Regions from separate parts of the Mus musculus genome. Here region 1 is linked to region 2. A link is a contact called in public Hi-C data. All regions are on one chromosome and are shown on one strand. Each heading gives the region's core, a stretch centred on a gene start, on an enhancer-like site or on the middle of the called end of the contact. The rest is flanking DNA. Distances are from core to core; before and after follow the strand shown. Region 1 overlaps Cdyl2 (chromodomain protein, Y chromosome-like 2). Region 2 holds the start of Cdyl2 (chromodomain protein, Y chromosome-like 2).

The links. Hi-C and Micro-C count contacts between places; a contact is called where the count stands out from the background.
Region 1: a Hi-C map of double positive thymocytes shows a contact between it and region 2, with 2.0 times the contacts expected there. The contact joins the enhancer-like site here to the promoter of Cdyl2 in region 2. A contact is called at or near these places in 3 of 39 promoter capture datasets (embryonic stem cells, liver and pre-B cells), 1 of 15 datasets of contacts at CTCF or cohesin (CD8 T cells), 6 of 484 Hi-C or Micro-C datasets (CD4 T cells, CD8 T cells, double positive thymocytes and 2 more), 11 of 115 datasets of contacts at active chromatin or transcription factors (the SCID.adh cell line, T-cell acute lymphoblastic leukemia, bone marrow-derived macrophages and 8 more) and 3 of 9 other capture datasets (adipose tissue, liver and macrophages).

What each region holds. Positions count from the first base shown.
Region 1 is chr8:116,585,221-116,589,954 of GRCm38.p6, forward strand. Cdyl2 (chromodomain protein, Y chromosome-like 2) reads right to left here. Exons shown (of 7, transcript NM_029441.3): 4 at 4,030-4,202. Among named protein-coding and RNA genes, the nearest start is that of Gm31367, 18 kb to the right of the region's middle. Within about 2 kb of position 2,566, at least 98 of the 459 cell types and tissues checked have an H3K27ac peak or open chromatin away from gene starts, as enhancers often do. A contact at or near this core is called in CD8 T cells, the SCID.adh cell line, T-cell acute lymphoblastic leukemia and 6 more, where this site is marked.
Region 2 is chr8:116,731,587-116,736,473 of GRCm38.p6, forward strand. It overlaps Cdyl2 (chromodomain protein, Y chromosome-like 2), which reads right to left and starts at 1,405. Exons shown (of 7, transcript NM_029441.3): 1 at 1,212-1,405. The coding sequence starts at 1,235.

The sequences.
Region 1 (4,734 bases), core at 1,316-3,815, 150 kb before region 2:
ACAGACATGGAACTGCGTCAATACTGTCTGTTGACAATGTTTCCCCTGCTAGCATTTATCAAAAGGGACAAGGACAACAGCAATAAGCTGGAGTCAGCTTCTCCTGTAGGAAAGACTGTTTTATACTCTGCTAAGGTAGGGGGACCGTAAGATCTCTCTATATAAGCTATTAGGAGGTACTCAGCTTTGACCTCATTTTGCATGTCACACTGACCATGATGATCGATTCACTGTAGTCACAGCCCTGCTTCAAAGAGAGAATTCCAATACCATCCCCCTCTGGCGACTGGTTTTGCAGTGGCCATCTCCTGGATTCTCCCTTCCCTCTGTGGCTGGGTTTTAGGTTAGATCACTGGCTTATTTTTACCGCTGCAGCTTGAGCCTATTAAGAATATGGAACTCTCATGGATAGTCCAGGGAAGCCAAGAGCTGGGTGGATTTCATCAGACATCCCTTTTCTAAGAACCTCTGTACAAATCTAAAATCTAGGATCTAAAATCTAGGATCTGAGACACAGCAAGACTTCCTAGACTCCTGAAACCACCCCTTCCTCTCAGTCGACACTCCCTCTGGGGATACCAAGGGCATCGGCACAGCCCTTCCTGACACACTGACCCAGATTCGTCAGATGCTCTCAGCTACGGAAAGTCCATGACTATGAAACCGGCCTCCATGCTGTGGGCCTCAGGCAGATATTGCTGATGTCCTCATGACTCCCATGAGCCCATTCAGTAACCTACTGCACACCCCATCCCTCCCAGAGGCTTCCACATCAGGACCCAGAGACTTTTGTTCTGTGTATGGGTACTTGGGACCCTGAAGAGGTGATAGGTTTGAAGCCCATACAGCCCTGGCCTTCCAGCACCAGCTGCTCCAGTTTCACCGTTCTGATGTAAATGTGATGTGTGGACCACCCCCCCACCCATCCTTTTTCTCTTACCTCAGGTGTGAGATCTCTATCACAAGGCCCCCGAGGATGCACAAGCCAAACAGCCAACAGGATATTGCATTACAGACCTGAGGCTCAGATATCTGATCCCGCTTCAGTGGCAGGGCTGGGCTGGGCTCAGAGGACTGCTCTGTATTTCCCCCAGCGTCCACGTCCACGACTGTGAGACTGACTCTGGTCTTTTGCAGATAGCTCCCTCTGCTCAGCTCAAGCCCTGTGCCTGTAGCCTGACCAGGCAGATGGGACGCTTGAAAGTGGTGTGGAACATCAAAGGAGTCTGACAGTTAAAGTCAAATCTCAACTCTGTCCCTCACTAACAGCCAGATCTTAGACAAGCTGCCTGGGCTCTAGAGATTCGTTTTTCTCCCTCTATACAATAGGAAGGCCAATGCCGGGTACTCATGTTGATAAATGAGAATTCAACAAGAGTAGCAAGTGCCCAGCATATGAGGAATAATGGGTCAGGCTTCTATGACCAGGCCTCTGTTTCTATATGCAGCTCTCATCTAATTCATGGTAGTCTGTGGTCCATTCTTCTATCCCAGAGAAAATTCAAGCAAAATGCTACCACTGGGGACGTCACTGTGTCGCCTGAAGCAATTGTTACTTCCCTTGTGACCCTGGCACTCATTCCCTTTAACCAGAGCCAGGACAGCTAGAGCTATGCCAGGCTGTCCAGGGTCTACGAGCACCAGACCACACATGGCAACTGTCATCTGAAGCTCAGAAAGATCTCTAAAAGCCTACTCCACAGTTGTGGCTGGCAGAACGGCAGTCCCAAACATAAAGGTAATAACTTGTGTTTGTGGTGTGTGTGTGTGTGTGTGTCTGTGTGTGTGTGCCCGTGTATGCTCTAGTGAAGGATGGGATGAGCCCAGAAGGTCGGGGGCATTCTGAGTGTTAATGCCTTCCTTAAAAACTTAAGGCTTCTATGACAGTGACCACAAACCGTGGTTCAAAACAACAGAAGTTTATTCTGTAGTGCACTTGGAGACAAGAAGTCCACATTCCAGGTCCTGGTCTACTCTGAGTACTGAGGCAGGAGCTTTCCAGAGCTCCCCCCTCACCTGCTGATGGTGCCAGCCTTCTTGGGTGCTCCATGGCTGGCAGCTGCTTTACTTGAGTCTCTGTCACATCCCCTTTCCTATTTCACGTGTCACGCCTTTTCCTGTGTCACTCCCAGCCACATACCATCACCTCCCACTTAGAGGCTACTTCAGGTCCATTCTCCATTCCATTAAGAATTAACTCAGCTTCATGGATTGAATAGATTAGGAAGTGTTTTCTATCTCTCTGAGGACAAGAAGTCCAAGTGCTAGTTAGCTCTTCCTGCATGAAGGAGAACCCTGGGCTGGATCTTAAATGTTTGCCTGGGCTGGAGATACCACAAGCACCTGTAGTGGGATCGGTAACCAGGTGCAGACTGTGGGCTAGGCTTTCTAGGGTCACGGTGGGTTCTTCGGTCCCTGGGGTATGCTCTGGTGGCCCCGTCGATAAAGAGGGAATCAGTCTAGTGCCTTTGCTGCTCTTTCAACTCATGCAAAGCCAGCACTGAGAAGACACAGCTGAGCTCAAACAAGGCAGAAACTGCAGGGTTCACAGGCAGGAGCTGGCTGCGCCCTGAAAACAGGAAGTGACGTCAACACCCCCCTCTCCCCGCAGGAAGGGGTCCAGGCTTCTTAGTTCTCTCCTGAGGAGGAGGATGCTGCATGGGGAAGCACACAGGCATTCCTGAGCAACACTTCATACAAAGTCGGGCCTGGAATTCACACAAAGGAACGTCCTCGCGCTATCCACCGCATCCTCTGATTCCCTGAGTGACCGCACGGAAGTCAGCCTCTGCTGGAACCATCCACAGGACTGAGAGACCCTGAGCAGTCGGCAGCCTGAGGCTCCGAGACTCCGCGTGGAGTAAACATCCCTGGTCTTGAGACCATGGGCTGTGACTCAGCTGTGTCTCATCCCTTGAGGAAGGCACAAGGGCAAGTCTCCCAGAGAGAGGCTCATGAGTGGCCTCTATCAAGCAGCTAAATGACCTGGCTGGAGAGTTCATTCATTTGCTTTTGTTATGAATAAGTGGGAGGGGCTAGGGAAACAGCTCAGTGGGTTTAAAAAAAAAGTGCTAGCTTTACAAGCATGGGGACCCATGTGTTTTAAAAAAAAAAAAAAAAGGCAGAGCTTTTTTGGCAGATGCTTGCTTGTAATCCCAGAGCTGGGGAGGTGGTGACAGGTGGGGCTGGGGCTCACTGGCCAGTCAGCTTAGCCTGCTGGGCAAGTACTGGGCCAGTGAGAGACCGTGGCAGCGCCTGAGAAAGAACATCTGAGGTTGACCTCTGACCACTGTGCATGCACACATGTACCCACACATATACACGTGCACCTACCTACACACATGAAAATGAAATAACAAATAGACAATTATCCTGTGTTTAAGACCTCACACATCTGACCCACAGACTTTGAAAGGGGCACTCTAGACCCACCCTGTCTACCAATGCCATAGATGTATATATAGTATCTTCACTCTCTCCCTAGTAATTGAGTCACATCAGGTCCAGGACACAGAAATGGCTACATAATCAAAGACCATACTACCAGGCAGAAGGTGGAATCAGAAAGTATCACAGGCATTGCCAATGCAGGCCATAATGGGAAAAATAGGTATGTCTTTTTAAAAAAACAAAAAACAAAAAGGGGAGGCGGGCATGAAATGCAACCTATGGAGAGCAAAGCCTGCCATGGGGCCACAGACAAAACGTCGGCTGGCCAGCTCGTGTCCACAGTTCAGAGATGGAAACGGAGCTGAACGGTAGAACATTTATTTGTCCAACATGTACAAGACCCTGGGTTTGATCCCTGGCATCAAAAAGAGTCAAACTTCAGATAAATCAACGGTAATTTTAAAATGTAAGTATGTCCTGGTGTCCTAAATGGTGCCGAGGATATACTCACACTAAAAATAAAATCGCACATTGTTTGATGTACGTTTACAGCTGGGCAGCCTGTACTTTTAACTGGCTAAATTTGGTCACCGTTGGCAGGCTCCCCAAAGCGTTCATTCAGAGAGAGGTCGGACTCACCTGATAGCTTCTGCGATTCGAGTGCTCTCCTTTCTCCGGTCGCTGGACAGCCGGCCGATCAGGTAGGAATAGTCTAGTCCGCTGCAGAACACACTGCCCACGGCACTGAGCAGCAGTAGCTTGCTGTCATCTGTGGCCGCGTTGCACAGGGCTCGCCGGACTTCCTTCATGATCTGCAGGCAGAGGTGAGTTCGCAGAGCTTTGAATGTCTGAGAGACTTCCCCTGAATGGAAGCACACGTCCATCCCCGGGGAAAGAAACTTCACTGAACCAAAACCTTCCCACACCACCCTCAGTGAAAGCGGAAGGATCAACATGGAAGTCCTGGGAGCCTGGTGTGAACTTGATCTGTCTCTATGAACTTCTGTTAGCCAACTTTAGGTTATTTGCTGGTTGAACCCCTTAAAAAGCATGGGAAAGTGGTCCTCTGCACAGCGTTGGTGAGCTATATAAGCCTCTAGTTGTCTCAGTTAAAATTTTCTCTTGTTTTATCTCCCTAGACCCTTGCAGGGGTCATAGGTGGCCCATGGTCAGCATGCTTTAGCATGTAGACATGACCAAGTTCACAGTCTGCTGTGTATTATCCACAAGATTCAGGATCTGCCAGTCTAGAATTCTCTCCAGGTGAGCAATAAATGACAGGCCACCTGAAAGTTCTCATTCCTCAGAGGGAATAGTGAAGCCCAGATTGTGAATATCTTGCTC
Region 2 (4,887 bases), core at 155-2,654:
TGACACTGGTTTCTTGCAGTATCTGCAGGCCTCCTGGGAGAAGGTGGCCAGGCCCTTTGGCTTCTTTATTCAGACCCTTTTCGTGAGAACAAACACCTCTTGAAGGGCATACTCCCCCTGGGATCAGTGGTGGCTTCTTATTTGTCCAGGAGTCCAAATCCCACTCAAGAACTGTTGTGGTCCCGAGGCCAGCTAAGCCCTCTCTCCCCAGGGACCGTGGGTATTTCTTGTCCAAAAGATGACAGATGGACGCCTTCTTTCAACATTTTGAACCGATTTCAAAATATCCAGTGCCCACTACTACCTGTGTGACCTTAGAGACAAGTATGACCCCCTTAGTGTGCCAGTGGAGTTCTGGGAACTGGATTCACACCCATGTCCTCTGACAAGTCTGACCACCCACATACAAGTTTCAGGCCAGCTTCCCTTCCACCTGGAGGGTCCCTCTGCAGCCCCTCTTTCACCCTAGGAAGCATGACACCAGCAGAGGCGACCAACCCCCAAGCCCTTGCCAGGAGAGCTTCAGAGTCCAGAGAAGGGGGACACTAGGCAGCAGGTGGGGGGAGGGGGCAGGCACTCAGTGGCCCCTGTGGAACTGCAAGAGTGGTGTCCCCAGGGCACCCCCTCCCCCGTGCCCCAACACTCTTGTCCTTTTCATTCCCCTTCCTAGGAACCTGGCTCCGCTTTGATCACCCACCCAACCCACACCCGCGCACCCCCGGGGGCTCAAGACCCCTAAATTGGGCCGTCCGCAGCGCGGGCCCCCCCGCATTCCCTCGCACGCCCGGCGACTTTTTTTTTCTTTTTCCTTAATTTTTTTTTTAACCTGTACTTTTTTTTTCCACACTCGGGGCGGCTCGTCGGGGCTGAGCAAGCACCTCCCCGGGACCGCTACCTTCCCTCCCTCCGCCCCGGCTCCGCCCGGCTTCCTCCTTCCCCTCTCCAAGGCCGCAAAGTAGATGGAGTAAGAGAGTGTGTGCGCGAGAGAAAGAGAAAGAGGGAGCGGGCGCCGCGGGAGGCGGCGGCGGGAGGCGCGCCCGGCCCCCGCCACCCTCCGGTCCCCGCCGCCACCCTCGGGTCCGCCGCCACCCTCGAGTCCCCCAGCCGCCCTCCAATCCCCGGCGCCACCACCCGCGGGCTCAGGACTACGCTCACACCAGCTCGGCCAGGCCCGGTTCCCCGGCGCCGCCCGCGCCCCGGCTTCTCCGTACCTCGTAAAGGTCCCCAGAAGCCATGCCAGGCTGCGGAACTTGGCTCGCCGGGTGTGCGCGTCTTGCTCGCTCGCGCGCTCCCGTGCGTGTGCGCGCGGGGGGCCCGGGTTGCGCGCGCGCGTGAGCGCGTGTGTGCGTGCGTGTGTATAAGTGTGTGGTGTATGTGTGTGTGTTTGCGTGCGCGCGCGCGCGCGTGTCTGTGTGTGAGTGTGTGTGAGAGTGTGTGCGCGCGAGTGTGTGCGGCGTGTTGAGTAAACTGTGTTTTTGCAGAATGACAGGCTTGGGGGCCGCCTGTGCGCAGAATCGGAGCGGGCGGCGGCGGGGCTGGCGTAACCGGCGGCGGCCGCGGCAATCGCGGCGACACGCGAGCGCGGGCAGGGGCGACCGACGGCTGCGCAGCGCGCCCTGAGCCTCGGACGCGGCCCCCTGAGCGCCCGGGCCCCCGTGTCCCGAGGCCGGTGACTGTAGCGCTCGGCTCGCCCCGGCGCCGCCTGCAGGAAGCCGCCCCGCGCCCGCCGCCCGCCCGGACGCTGCTGCCACTGGGCGAGTCCCCGCCTCCCGGGAGCCCGGCCCGGCCCCCGGGGCGGAGGGGGCGGCGGCCACCGAGGGCCGAGCCCGGGTACCGCTCCCGAGCCCGGCCGCGCGCGCAGCCGCGAGGCCCCCAGAGTACCCGGCCAGGTGCCCACCCGGAATGACCTGCCCGGGCTGCGAAGGGGCGGCCAAGAGGCAGGTATCAACCTGCAGGTCTCAGGCAAGGGAGCCCCTCTTCAGTCCTGCTTCTAGCTCCAGAGTACCCCACTCTTCTCCTTCCCGGGGAGGGGACTGGGCACGTTCTTAGGAAAACTGGCCCCTCGGAGCTGAGGGGCCCCCTTGCTTCCAGGATGAGTTTTCAAGGAGAGGAGAGAGGAAGTGGCTGGTCCACAGGCTCCAAGGAGAGCCAGGACAGTGGCAGTCACCACTAAACCCTGCGAAGTGTTTTAGAGCCAGACATGGCCTCCCCTGGAAGCTCTCTTGCCTCACTATCCAATCAGTTAATCAACAAACATTTCCCAAAGTCCACCCAACTACAAGTGTCTGCAGCCACCAGTGAGACCCTGCCCACACTGGACTTTGAATCCCAGAGGGAAGAGGAGATGCGCATTAGGGAAGAGAGGAAGGGTTCCTTCAATGTCTCAACAGGAGTTCCCTCTACTGCTGGGCTACAGAGGTAGAGTTACCTCTTTCTAAAAAGTTATCTCCTCCTAAAAGCATCCTGTATGTATGGTCACCTTTGTACCTAAAGGCTTCTCTTTTTAAAATAGTACAACTCTCTCAGAATCCCGGGGTGAGTGTTCTGACATTGGAGAAGGACACAAGGGACTCAGGCTCCAAATGTCTGTCCACCTCGTCATTTTTTTTTCAATTTTTTTACATTCAAATATGTAATGAATATGAACCATATCCTCCTTTGGTCGTTTGCTGTTTGCAGCACGGTGGGCAGATCACCTGCTCTCCTTTCCAAATGGGTGGCCATATACAAGCAGCACCGTGGAGGATCCAGGTACCCGTGGTGATGTGGCCTGTCCATCCCCCAGGGAACTCAGTAAAGCTAAGTTGTATCTTAATCTAACCCCTGGCCTCTCCTGCTGCAGAGGGGCACGACAAGGACTTATCTGACTGCCACAAACTTTTACCACAGTGGCTGGTGGAGACTGATCCAGAACCGAGTGAGTGATTCTTGTTGGACTATGTCAAAACGACAAATTGTGTCTCCAGCTTCAAGCGAGAATCCAGCATTAAGAGAGTGAGGAGAAAATGGTGGCGGCATGAAAAGAAACAGAAATGTCAGGTTTACAAACGGTAGGAATTGGCACAGCCCTAGGGCTCATTCTCTCTTTGTAACTGGTATTTTCCTCCATGACCACTCTTCTAAATGATACGACTAATAATAAGTACCTCTCAGTCCATAGGTGGCAAAACAAACCTGCACAAGCCTCGGTTCGAGCAGTTATGCTCCCATCATCTGAGAATGGGATTCGGACGGGGAGGGAAGGAAAGGAACTGGGTTTGACATAGTATGCTAAGTCCAATTTAAAAACATGATCAGTACTTGGGGCTAGGAGGAGGGGCATATTCTAAACTTGGTTGTTCTGATCAAATTTTCCCTGGGAATGGGAACAAGATATGAAAATCCCTACTTTAGACTGGTTTGCGAGACTTAGGGACGTGGGTATTTGCTGAGGAACAGCACGCTCGGGATGTTTTATTGAGATCGAACAAGAAGCTTGGTAAGTCACAGGGAAGGAATTTGAGGATGGAAGGAAGGTAGGGAGCAGGCAGTTCTGTGGAAGGAGAAATAGAAGATCCCAAAGTGATCTTGGATGGTGAGTGCCAGTTAGGTTAGCTCGTGGAGGGTCTTGAACACCTAGTCAAGAAGTTTGCCACCTAACGGGGCCGGGAGCCAAAAGGAACCAAAAAGAATCAGAGCATCTGGAAACAAGAGGGAAGCCTACAAGAACCATGAGAGCTCTAACAAGTTGTTTGAACTGAGAGAAAAGGAGACCAGTTGCAGTGGCCCTCGAAAGGAGAGGCCAAATGAAGATGTAAAACTGGACCAGCCAGATGCCCCCAGGGAAGAAGTCGCTAACTCTCTCTAAGGCTGCTTGCTCCACCTACTTCCAGCAAGCATTTGCTCCAGACCAACAGGACCTGGTGACTAACAGGATGTGTGAGAAGCAAGGGCTGGGGGAGGGGTGAGCAGCTAAGGGAAGAAAGGATACACAGATGACTAAGGGTTGGAGCTGTGGCCCAACCACCCACCCACCCATCACTACGCTATTTTAATTTTGAGTTTATTTCCCCGGACCAAGCTGGCTTCCAGGAAAGACAGATGCTTCCTGAGGCTAAAGCGGGGAGGGGTCTTTGGACAGTGCTGTTCCAGATTCTTTCAGACGACACGAGGAAAGTGCAAGACTGCCACCACCTCCCACGGGCTAGGGTAGACCCTTCCGACTAACCAACCGCACGCTGCTCAAGGACTCATGAGAGAAAACTCCGTGACACCCACTTACAGGAAGAGCCCTCTTGACTTGACGGTGCAGACTCTGAAAGGATGGAGTCACTTTCGAGACTGTATGGCATCAAGGTTGCATGGGATAGGAGTGGCCTATCTCCACTCTCCAACACTTTCTGCGGGCTGTGTTTCCTTGATGAAAATACGTACTCTGCTGGCCCCCTGGCAGCTCCCCTCTCCACCCAGGGTATTTATAAATCCCAGGGAACATCTCTGATTGGCCCATAACCTGGTTCTTAGTGTGTTTGGCCCAGTCAATAATCACTAATGGTACACTACGATTGGCCAGACGTAAGTCACAAGACCGCCTGAGAGATAGACGGGTGTAATGATCAGCCGTTTAATCATAAGTTACACGGTTGGAAGTGGGGATGAGTGCAAAGGAATGTCAGAGATACAGGAAGAAGATGGATGGAGAGGCTGGCGCCCTCTACGCTGGGACAGAAGGCAAAGTTGGGAGTGAAGGAGCCAGCTGCCCAGCTTAATCTTACAATAAAACAAAACCAGCCAGTTTACCAGCCAAGGAGAGATTAGACCCACTGCCCTGACTGAAGACATATTGTCTTCCCAGGGCAAAGTGTCATGTTGCCCTCTGGTGCTGTACAGTGGTTGGGCATGGGGAGT